Linked DNA regions of Sus scrofa: regions 1 and 3 are each linked to region 2. Evidence: chromatin contacts called from public Hi-C and HiChIP or PLAC-seq data. All regions are on one chromosome and are shown on one strand. The core of a region is the stretch at or near the end of the contact, and the rest is flanking DNA. Distances in the headings are between cores, read along the strand shown.

Region 1 (3,639 bases), core at 196-2,695, 320 kb after region 2:
AGCTGTTCTGGTAGAAGCAAGAGCATGTTCTACATACACAGACTCCTACGCAAGGCCACATAGTTTTAGAAATGATGGGGTGCAAATGAACATTTTGAGGAGAAACCTCCTTCCACCCCCACCCGTGTTGATCGTTCTCCTGACACCATTCCACCCGACCATTAGAGATCAGAGGCAGATAGCTTGTTCCAAGTCGCAGATAGCCACTGGGGCACTCAGAAAATACTCAGCAATTGTCAGGAGAGGAGAGATACTGAGAAAGAAAGAGACAGAGGGTCTGGAAGTGATGAATTTTTTTTAATCTTCTTTTTAAAAGCCTAATGTCTCTCTTTCGCTAGAACCCCGCTGATGCTTGCAGTAGCATATGGACACATTGATGCTGTTTCGTTGTTACTTGAAAAGGAAGCAAATGTAGATGCTGTTGACATCATGGGCTGCACAGCTTTACACAGAGGGGTATGTACATTCTTCCTTGGCTTTAGTCAAGCCGTTTCTAGTGAGCTTATTTCTTCCTTTTCTTCCCCAGATGCATTTTTAGTAAGAGGATTGTTTCCCAAGACAACTCATTAACTTCAGTCAGCCAAAAAGAAATTACAAAATCTTTTGCAAAGATAAAGAAATGGCAGGTACTCAGTTCCTGCTCTTGAAATGTCACGTTTGCTTGTGATAACAGGTACATGAACACCTGCTGTCGGCAGAATGGGTTCTGCCTTCTGATTACATGCCCATCATAAGAGATTTGCAATGTATTTTTTTAAAGCCCGAAGAAAATCACCATCACTAGTAATCCCCTCTCCTGGTGAGAACGACTCTTCAGTGTATATCTCACCAATCTTTTGCTCTCTGTATAGATTTGTTTTAAATTTTAAAAAGAGAATGCTGAAGATGCTGTATGTATTAGAACTTGCTTCTTTTGTTGTTGTTGTTGTCTTTTTAGGGGCACACCTATGGCATTTAGAGGTTCCCAGGCTAGGGGTCAAATCAGAGCTGTAGCCCCGGGCCTATGCCACAGCCACAGCAATGCGGGATCCAAGCCGCGTCTGCAGTCTACACCACAGCTCATGGCAAAGCCAGATCCTTAGTCCACTGAGCAAGGCCAGGGAATGAACCTGCGTCCTCATGGATGCTAATCAGGTTCGCTGACCTCTGAGCTACATTGGGAACTCCAGAACTTGCTTTTCTTCTCACCTTTTTCCATATCACTAAATGTTTTTCTGCCCTATCATTTTTAATCCTTCATTGTGTGTAGGTATAAATTATTCCAATGATCACCTAGTTTTGAGGAGCCATGCTATTTTTAATGCTGAACTGTTTTTTAAAGCATGTCAAAAAATCTAAGTGAAACCAAAGCAGAAATCAGAAAATTGCTATTTCAAGATGGTGCTGGCCACTGTGATCCATGAAAAGAAGAGGAACTCTGAGTGGTTAATGTCATAATCACGGGTCTTATTTCTTGGTACTTCCTGTGGGCCATGCAGCAGACTGGGAGCCTTGACATATTTCATTGGTCCTCACTATAGCCTGTGAGGTCATTATTACTATTCCCACTTATAGGTGGATAAAGTGAGGCCCAGAGAGGCAAACTGACTTTGTCCAAGTTTTATAAGAGGGAGCCAGAATTTACTCACATCTCTGTAATTTTAAAGCTGATGCTTTTCATTATATCACGATACTTTCCTGGTTGTGTTTGGAGAGTCGGGAGATGTTTCTAAAATGCTGATATTCATACAGATCTTCCTGTTACGAACCTTGCCAGGTTGTCTTTCCTCTCTCCTCTGAAGTAGAGTCTATTTCCCTTAAGACTCAGGCTGAGTATGTCCACTACCTCTGAGTCCAGCCTCACTTAGGCAACTTCTTTGCTTCCTGAGTCTTCTGAGATTTGTGTTGTGTTTCTGATTGTGATGCATCAGATTATGACGGGACACGAGGAATGTGTGCAAATGCTGCTGGAACAAGAAGTGTCGATCCTGTGTAAAGATTCCAGAGGGCGGACACCCTTACACTATGCGGCTGCTCGTGGCCACGCCACGTGGCTGAGCGAGTTGCTCCAGATGGCACTTTCTGAGGAGGACTGCTCTTTCAAAGATAACCAAGGCTACACGCCGCTGCACTGGGCTTGTTACAATGGTAAGTTAATTGTCACCTGGCTGATTGCAGCAGACTTCCTACCCCAGCAGCCACTGTGATCTCAGAGGGGGTGAGAACATAACATTTTGCTGAAAAGCATGGTTTCAAATCATTCTACATTCAAGATACTCTTTTTTTTTTTCCCCCTCCGTGGCTACCATGATGCCTTCATGGAGTGAAAATTTGCTTTCCCCTTTTTTGTTAATTGGTAACATGTAACTCCTAATCAGAACTTGCGATGAACTGAAATAACCAGCTTTAATCAACATTTCTTATCTCTATGAGATAACTAGGGATCCTGCAAGGAATTAAAATAACACAGCTGAAACCAAAAAAAATATATATGGTATAAAAATCTGTCACAATTGACTACCATGGTAGATGCATGATTTATCTTTCAGGTATTCTTTTTTAGGTCTCTTATTCTCTATTTATTTAGTTACACTTGCTATTAAGAAGGGTTAAAAAATTGTGTTTCACTTATTTGGGTAGAAAAGAAAATACACACTAATTTCAAAAATACTGAAGCGTCTAAAGTAAAATCAAGTCTTCGTTTCCAAACTCACTTGCTGATGTAATTTGGTGTGTATCTTCCATAATTTTCTTGGAGAATGTAAATAAATACAAATGTATGTGCACCTACTTTTTAAAACTGAAATCATATAACAAATATTATTCTATAACATTTTTGTTATTGTATACTTAACATCCTATTAAGATATCCTTACGAATTAATATGCATTGAGAAACAATCTTTTTAATAGTTGTACTTTTGTAGCAAATTGATTAATAGATATAGACATGTATGAATGTGCGTGTGTGTACCAGAATTTATTATTCATTCAACCAGATCCCTGTTGATGAGCATTCATATTGTCTTCAGATTTTTTCCTGTTACAAACAGTGCTGCAGTGTGTGTATGCATGTGTGTGTTCATGGTATGGTATCTTAAATTGTCAGATAAGTTTCCAGGAGCAAAATTATGATGAGGGCATGTATATTTTTAATTTTAATAAATTTTACCATATTCCTTTAGCATATCAATCATAGTTTATTTTGAATATGAAACCTACTATTTCCCAAGCTTTTGCCAGCCCAAGATGCCAGCGTCTTTTTAATTTTTGTCAGTTTGAAGGGCAAAAAAGGGGTATCTCATTATTTTAATTTGTGTTTCCTTGTCTAATAGTGTATTGATGTATGTATTTCTGTTTCCTCTTCTGGAAATTACCTTTTTCATCTATTGCTCGTTTTTTTCCCTTTTGAATTCTCTATCTTTTCTCATGCATTTGTAGGAGCACTGCATCTTAGCGGTATGAATCCTCTGTGTGTTTTGTGTGTTGCAAATGTTTTCTCTCAGTCTGCCATTTGTCTTTGCTCCTATTAATGATATCTTTTTCCGTGCAGAGATCTTGAACTTGTGTGTGGTTGAATCTGTCTGATTTTTCTTTCATGGTGTCTAGGTTACCAGTCTATCTTCAGAAGTTCTCCCACCTCTAAGCTTACGTGGGCATT
Region 2 (3,266 bases), core at 517-3,016:
GCCCATGGTGAACCAGAGTGGACCTTGAATACTTCTGCCATATCAAGTCATTTGTTATCACTCTTCTGAAAGATGGCTATATTTAACAAGAGAGGTCAGTGTCCTATCCAGTTACCCACAAAGCCAGGCAGTAATATTAATAAATAGACATACTAACAACAGCAGTGAAGAACTGCTCCACAGATGCAACAAAAGCAAACTACTTTGTGTTTGAGGGAGGCCTTAGGAGGGAAATTTTTTTTAGTCTCTGTGCATTACTGAAGATTAGTGGAGTGGAGGCCAGGAGAGTGATTTCTTGGTTCCCCTTGTCTTCGTGATCTGAATCACAAGTCCATGGTTAGATAATAAATGGGGGATGCTAAGAGCATGCTACCATTCTCTCCTCTCCTTTCTCAGCAGACTGGGGAGGCTCAGAAGTTAGGAACGAAGAGCCCACCTTTACTTTGTGAATGAAGGGTAGCTATTTGGTCTTGCCCCAGGAACTGCAGTTCTGGTTTGCTGTTCAATGCAAGTCTGCTCCCTGCCATGCCAGGGGCATGTGGGGCTGCCTGGGAGCAGCACCCCATGTACTTGCCTACCCAGCCCTTCCTCCTGCAGAATCTCACCTCTTGTCACTTCCCAGGGAAGCCTATCCTCACCTACCAGTCTGGTCTGATTCCTGCATCACAGATTCCTTTCAGGAGTATTTCTCCCCCCGCCCCCAACCCTTATCTCAGCCTGTAATTACATTCATTAGTGATGACCACTTCATTCGTGTCAGACACCCCCTATGACTGGGTATCTGGAATATTTATGCTCCCCCTTTCCTTCTGTGGTACAAAGTCAGCACTCAGTACAGGGTTGTTGAAGGAATCGTTTGCTCGGAATTCCAGAAGTATCAACTCTTCACTATGTGTATGAATATGACCATCGTGTATGCATCTCTCGCTGTTTGACAGCTGGGTCTTCTATCTGTTGAATAGCATCGTTATCTGGAATGAGTCAGAACTGGTGGAAACACTCAAGGGCCCATTAATGCGGTAATTTAGGATCGCTTTTCTTCTCCAGTAATTCCACTTTACCTCCTTCCCTCCCAATGTTTGAATTTAATGATGGGCTTCTGTGTGTTCTAGCTGGGAGGTAGGTGGAGAAAAAGGCGAAAGGGCCAAAGCCCGAATCCCCACCCTCAAGTTTTGAAAAACACTTGCTAAAGAATGTGTGTGTGTGTGTGTGGGGGGGGCTCCCCGCTTTAGATAACGAGAGCATTAGCACTGTGGTACCTGACCCAGGTGTGATCATTTGATGTACTGGACTGTTTCCGGACAGGGGAGAGGTTTAGGGGAAGGCCAATCTAGAGTGTGACCCAGCCTCCCAGTCTCCCGGGTTAAAACTTTGGTGCAGCCTTTCTTACCCCTCGGGGTGTGCCAGCAGGACTTGCTCATCAGGTTGTACGACCGTGTGTGTTTGTGTGCGTGGGACGGGGCGAAGGAGGGTCACGAGCAGCCCCTGGGGATGCCTTTAACCGCGCACGTCCTGGGTCTGGGGGTGGGGGCAGCCGGGGCGACCCTGGGGCCGATATCCCGCTCGCCCCGGGCGCAATGTGCAGGTGCGGAAAGCAGGCGGCAGTCTGGGCCCACGGCGGCGCGCCGAGCACGAGCGGGCGTCGGGGGCCCGCGGGCTGCGAGGCGCGGCCGCGGGCGGCAGGAGGCAGCGTCGGCCAGGCGGCGCGGCGGCGAGCGAGGCAGCGCGCGGTGATGTCAGTGGCGGCCCGGCTGGCAGCAGCCGGTACTTCCTGTATAAAGGCGGGCGGGCTCGGCTGCAAACCCTACTAGCCAGTGTCAGCCTCTCGGCGGGAGGAGGAAGAGGCGGCGGAGGAGGAGCATAGGGAGGGCTGTCAAATTCGGGAGCCAGATTTTTTTCCCTTCCCCTGGCAATCCCTTCCGCTTCCCCGGCTCCTGGCGTGACATCTGTGGACCGGGAACCTGTATGTGTGTGCGCGCGAAGGAGCAGAAGAATGGCAGTGCTCAAACTCACCGACCAGGTAGGGGGCGGCGGCGCCGGCGCCGGCGGGCGGGACGCGCGGGGCGGCGCGGAGCCCCGGCGGGGGGATGGGGGCGCGGCGCGGAGCGCGCCCGCGAGCTGTTTACTCGCGGCGAAGGGGAGGAGTGTGTGTGGCCGCCGGCTCCTCTGAAAGCCGGCGGCTGAGGCTCTCCTTCCCGGCGCTGCCCGGCGCGGGGCATTCGGAACTGCGGGCTCGGCCAGGGGCGCCTTGGGGACTGAGGAAGGGGGTGCGCGGGGGTGCGTTGTCCGCGGGCCCGGGCTGGGCAGGGGGAGGGGAGGCTTGAGGTGCGCCTCCGGCGCTGCGCAGCGTGGGCTCCGCCAGCCCGTGCGGGCCGAGAGGAGGCTGGTCCGCGCCGCCGGCAGGAGGACCGTGGATGGAGAGGGAAAAGGGATCACAGCCTGCGGACCCCTTTCCAAGCCAAGCCGTAGACCCGCCCTGACAGCGATTCTTGTGTGGTCGGGCTGTCTTTATCCTTTTGACATGACATTTTGACTTCCTCTTTAGTAACCCAGAGGCAGTGTGCGTGGTGCGCGATGGGGACTCTTGGAGACCGCGCTCTGGGCCCTGGCCGGGCTCTCCCAGGAGGAGAAGTCCGGTCCGGGGCTCCCTTCTCAGGTAGTGGGCTACCCTCTGTGTGTGTTCATCAGTTTTGTTGCTTTCCGGTTGAGACACCGCACAGGGCAGCCCTGGAGTCCTGGATCGGAGAGGTGGGGTTATTGCTGACTCGCCTGACAGTCCTTGCTGCGGGTCTGTGGAATGGAAATACCCTGCCTTTGCGGACTGTGCTGCTCTGAGGACCTTGACACTCACAGGCGCCCAAGCAAGTTGCATGACAAAACTCTGCAGCTTCTTCCACGAAAGAAGGAAACAGCTTGCTTTTTTCTTCTTCTGCCGTTTATTCATACATGGTGGAACGAACATTGTTTTGTGGTCCTAATAGGCGGAGAGGCAGTCTTGACTTTGACACACGCGGTCGAACATGCCAGTCCTTGGTGTTAAACAGCTTCCTAAGTGGGTTGCATCTGGTGCCTCGCCGTCCTCAGTTTATGTCCTAAGTCAGAACCCCTGCGACTTAAATGCGATCCATCACCACAGTGGTTTGCTCTCCTGCCTTCAGATTCAAAGTTTTGCTTTGTTTTCCATAAGTATTTACAGGCTTTTTAAATTTTCTTTTTGTGGGGGAGGGATCACTTAATTAAGATTTATGTTACCCTTAAATTTAGCA
Region 3 (3,416 bases), core at 442-2,941, 390 kb after region 2:
GACTCTCTCTCTTGCACTTCTTTCTGCATGGACAATCAAGGCAGCAGGTTGCCACAACTCATGAAGGCCACGTGAAGAGTGAGCTCAGTGGTTTCTCTATGGAGCAGAGTCCTCGGGAATGGATAGATCCTGGTTACTTAGTGTCGTCCACCAACCAGAATAACTGGCATCACCCAGGAGCTTGTTAGAAATGCAAAATCTTGGGTTCCACTCCAGAACTACTGAATCAGAATCTGCTTTTTTAAACAGACTCTCGAAGTGACTCATATGTACATTAAGTTTAAGAAGCACCAGGATAAACAGATAAGCATAGCTTTATCCTTGGTTTATTTGTGCTGGTCATGATATGCTAGGGCAAACGAGGAGCAGACATCCTGCCTGTGATGTTCTCTAGCTCTCAGACTCAATGTATTCCCTTTTTAATGTACAATTTAAATCCTTTTCCGAAAGATTGGTCATCCCGCCCTTGGCAATAACTCCTCCGCAATTGCACCCCGACCCCAGGTGCTCTTGTATCTGAAAATCATGGTACTGTACAACATAAACTATAAGTTTCCTTTTAGTTTTAAAATTATTTGTTTTTTTTTATCATAGCCAAACTTCCTCTGCACAGCAAAATTCCCAGAAAATCAGCCCAAGTAAAATGCAATTCAATCGGTGCAATTACCTACCTACACACACACACCCATCTGCTGTTGGGTCAGCTTTAGAGGGTGCTACCATGTCTAACTCCAAACATTTTAGTGTTTTGAAGCTGAATATGAATGCTTTTTGAGCTGATTTTTACCACCTTTGTGCGAAACCCAAACCGAAATTCCTCAGATTGAATTAAGTCACCTGAGGGAGTCTGAGTGGAAGCTTGAGCTAATGTGCCTGCACAAGTTAATGTTAACATGGAACCTATTTCCGAAGAGGTGAGGGTGCTGGGGCGCAAGGGAAGTCAGAGACACATTGATTACGCAGATCACCTATGGGGGCGTCCGGGTTAATGGGAAAACCTGGTAACATTTAAGAGATCAAGGATGCTTTCTGTGATTTAGGCTTTCATCTTATACCGAGACGTGAATCGTGCCTACCTGCTGGTGGGAGTTTTGTTGTTGTTTGTTTTAATGAGCCAGTGCTTTTAAGCGCTGTTACCTACTGGGCCGAGGTCGGCGGTCAGAGAAGGCAGAAAAAGCTATTTGTTCCCGGCTCCAGCTAACTGGTCCAGAGAGCTGCGAATATGCTCAACCCTCCCTGGGGGAAGAAACTGCGGAGGCCTGAGGCGTTTCAAAATTGAACGGTTAGGGTTATTTAACTGCACAGGGAGAGCTGTTTGCGACGTGACAACTGATGGTCTCCGGGCTCTGAGGGGACCGCTCTCGTGGCCCGCCCGCTCGCTCTCCTTAATCGCCTCTTCCTCTCCACGCCCGCCCATCCAACGCCCACCCCCAAGCCTTTCCCTCCCCGCGCCTCCAGGACTCCCGCGCTCCGCCCATCCCTCGCTAGTTCTTCTTCTCCCTCCTCGTCTGCTTCTCTTTGCGCTTCACTCCCTTTCCTTTTCCTCGCGCCCTCTCCACTCTCCCTCCAGCCCAGCCCACTCCGCTTTCTGCTTTCTCAGCCTTCAGATTCGCGCTCCCGCGGCAAACGCCGCCTCCGCTCTCCCAGCGAGGAGCCGGGTGGGAGGCGTGAGGAGAGGCTGCGCGCAGGCGCACTGCGCGGCAGGGGCGCGGGCTGGCCGGGCGTTCACGCAGGCGCGCGCCGCGCGGGCTTTGCTCCTTTGCGAGCTGCGGGGCGTTCCGCGGTTCGCTCGGTCAGAGCTGGCGGCCTCGCGGCACCATGTTCCTTCACTCGGTCAATCTCTGGAATCTGGCGTTTTATGCCCTCATGGTCTTCATGGCGACTCTGGGGTTATGGGACGTCTTCTTCGGTTTCGAGGAGAACAAGTGCAGTATGAGCTACATGTTCGAGTATCCGGAGTATCAGGTGAGGTTCCGCTTTCCCTTCACCCGGGCGCTCCGAGCCTCGAGCCCCTCCATCCTGCCCCTTCTCTGCGTTTTCCTGCCTCGGCTCCGCGCGCCTCTCCCGCCCACTCATCCCAAGCTAGCTTCTGCTTTCTCCTCCCCCGAAGACTTCGCAGTCCCCCGCGGCCCCCTTCTCCTGCCCTTTGTGTCCTGTCTTTACGGTGGGATATTTGATATCCGGTTCCCAGAGCATCCTTCCCGCTCCCGTCGAGGTGGCTCCCCAGATCCTCCGTCCCCTTCGTGGTCCCACAGCCCCAGCACCGGCTGTTCCGAAGGGCCGGGCCCGCCGTCGCTGCTCTCCTCGAGAAGTGCCGTCCCATCCTCTCTGCCGAAACCCAAACCTCACCCTCCCGCCTTCCCGCCCTAACAGGTGCCCCGGGCCCCCCTTTGCTTCTGAAGCTTTGCGATTCTTCCGCTCCCTCGCAGTAATTTGCGCGTCAGCTCTCGCTTTTCGAGAAAGGAACCGAGCTTCTGCACAGCGTGTATCGACCAGATAGTTCCCAAGGCCACCTTTGAGACTTAAGGGTTTTACCTCTTGTGAAAGGCCAAACTGATGAGTAATTAAATAGGAAGCTAGTCCTGTGACGGTTTGGCGGAGCCCCCCGTTTTGTAGGTTAGGGGTCCGTGCGTTTGCATGCATCCTGTGTTGATGCATGTCGCCTTTTCCCAGTTGCGCCCAAAAATCTATTTCATGGTGTTATTTTTGTTTTCTCATTGTGTTTGCAATTTAAGAGAGACTTCTTTCTCTCCCTCTCTCCTTCCCCACCTCTTTCGTTTCATTTTAGATTTCTTCTTTTTAAATTTTATTGAAGTGTGGTTGATTTATAATGCTGTGTTAATTTCTACTCTACTGCAAAGTGACTCAGGTGTATATATCTTTTTCATGCCTTTTTTTTATTACGGTTGATCACAGGATAATGAATACAGTTCCCTGTGCTATGCAGTAGGACCTTGTTGTTTATCCCATTTTGAATGTTTTTAATCACAGTTGATTTATTAGCATAGTAGACTCCAGGATTTCATTCATGACCAGCTGTAAACGATATATTACACAATCATCTAAAGAAATTTCTCCTGAATGATTTTTTTTCTTTCTAAACTCCTCTCCTAGTTATGGAATATATATTGGAATGAGAACTCTCTACCATAAAAAAGTATGTACTGTAATGCATATTGATAAAATGCAGTTAAAACCGTAGCAAATTTTTTCAATAAGGTAAAGTATGGAGATCCTGATTGTTTCTGTGTGCAGATCATGGAGGAGCGTATTATTTGATTATCCTGCTATTATTTAATCTTAAATCTATGTAAGGTTTAAATTGCTTAAGGGCATCCTTTCCTATGGGCAAAATTCAGATTTAGATTTCATTTGTTTTGAAATCCTTACCTTGGTTTCGCATCAGTGCTTATAAG

Evidence for each region. Hi-C and Micro-C count contacts between places; a contact is called where the count stands out from the background. HiChIP or PLAC-seq counts read pairs in DNA pulled down with a chosen protein or histone mark.
Region 1: a contact with region 2 is called in a Hi-C map of alveolar macrophages, with 4 times the contacts expected there. The contact joins the enhancer-like site here to the promoter of ANKRD44 in region 2. A contact is called at or near these places in 3 of 5 promoter capture datasets (fetal skeletal muscle, liver and skeletal muscle), 18 of 47 Hi-C or Micro-C datasets (alveolar macrophages, brain, embryonic fibroblasts and 9 more) and 2 of 2 datasets of contacts at active chromatin or transcription factors (alveolar macrophages and skeletal muscle).
Region 3: an H3K27ac HiChIP or PLAC-seq map of alveolar macrophages shows a contact between it and region 2. The contact joins the promoter of PGAP1 here to the promoter of ANKRD44 in region 2. A contact is called at or near these places in 1 of 5 promoter capture datasets (liver), 2 of 47 Hi-C or Micro-C datasets (embryonic fibroblasts and fetal skeletal muscle) and 1 of 2 datasets of contacts at active chromatin or transcription factors (alveolar macrophages).

The regions. Positions count from the first base shown.
Region 1 is chr15:100,889,772-100,893,410 of Sscrofa11.1, reverse strand. ANKRD44 (serine/threonine-protein phosphatase 6 regulatory ankyrin repeat subunit B) reads left to right here. Exons shown (of 28, transcript XM_021076238.1): 20 at 339-456; 21 at 1,911-2,127. Among named protein-coding and RNA genes, the nearest start is that of PGAP1, 71 kb to the right of the region's middle. Within about 2 kb of position 1,445, at least 1 of the 83 cell types and tissues checked has an H3K27ac peak or open chromatin away from gene starts, as enhancers often do. A contact at or near this core is called in alveolar macrophages, where this site is marked.
Region 2 is chr15:101,209,672-101,212,937 of Sscrofa11.1, reverse strand. It overlaps ANKRD44 (serine/threonine-protein phosphatase 6 regulatory ankyrin repeat subunit B), which reads left to right and starts at 1,766. Exons shown (of 28, transcript XM_021076238.1): 1 at 1,766-2,020. The coding sequence starts at 1,994.
Region 3 is chr15:100,818,878-100,822,293 of Sscrofa11.1, reverse strand. PGAP1 (GPI inositol-deacylase) reads left to right here and starts at 1,691. Exons shown (of 27, transcript XM_021075856.1): 1 at 1,691-1,965. The coding sequence starts at 1,819.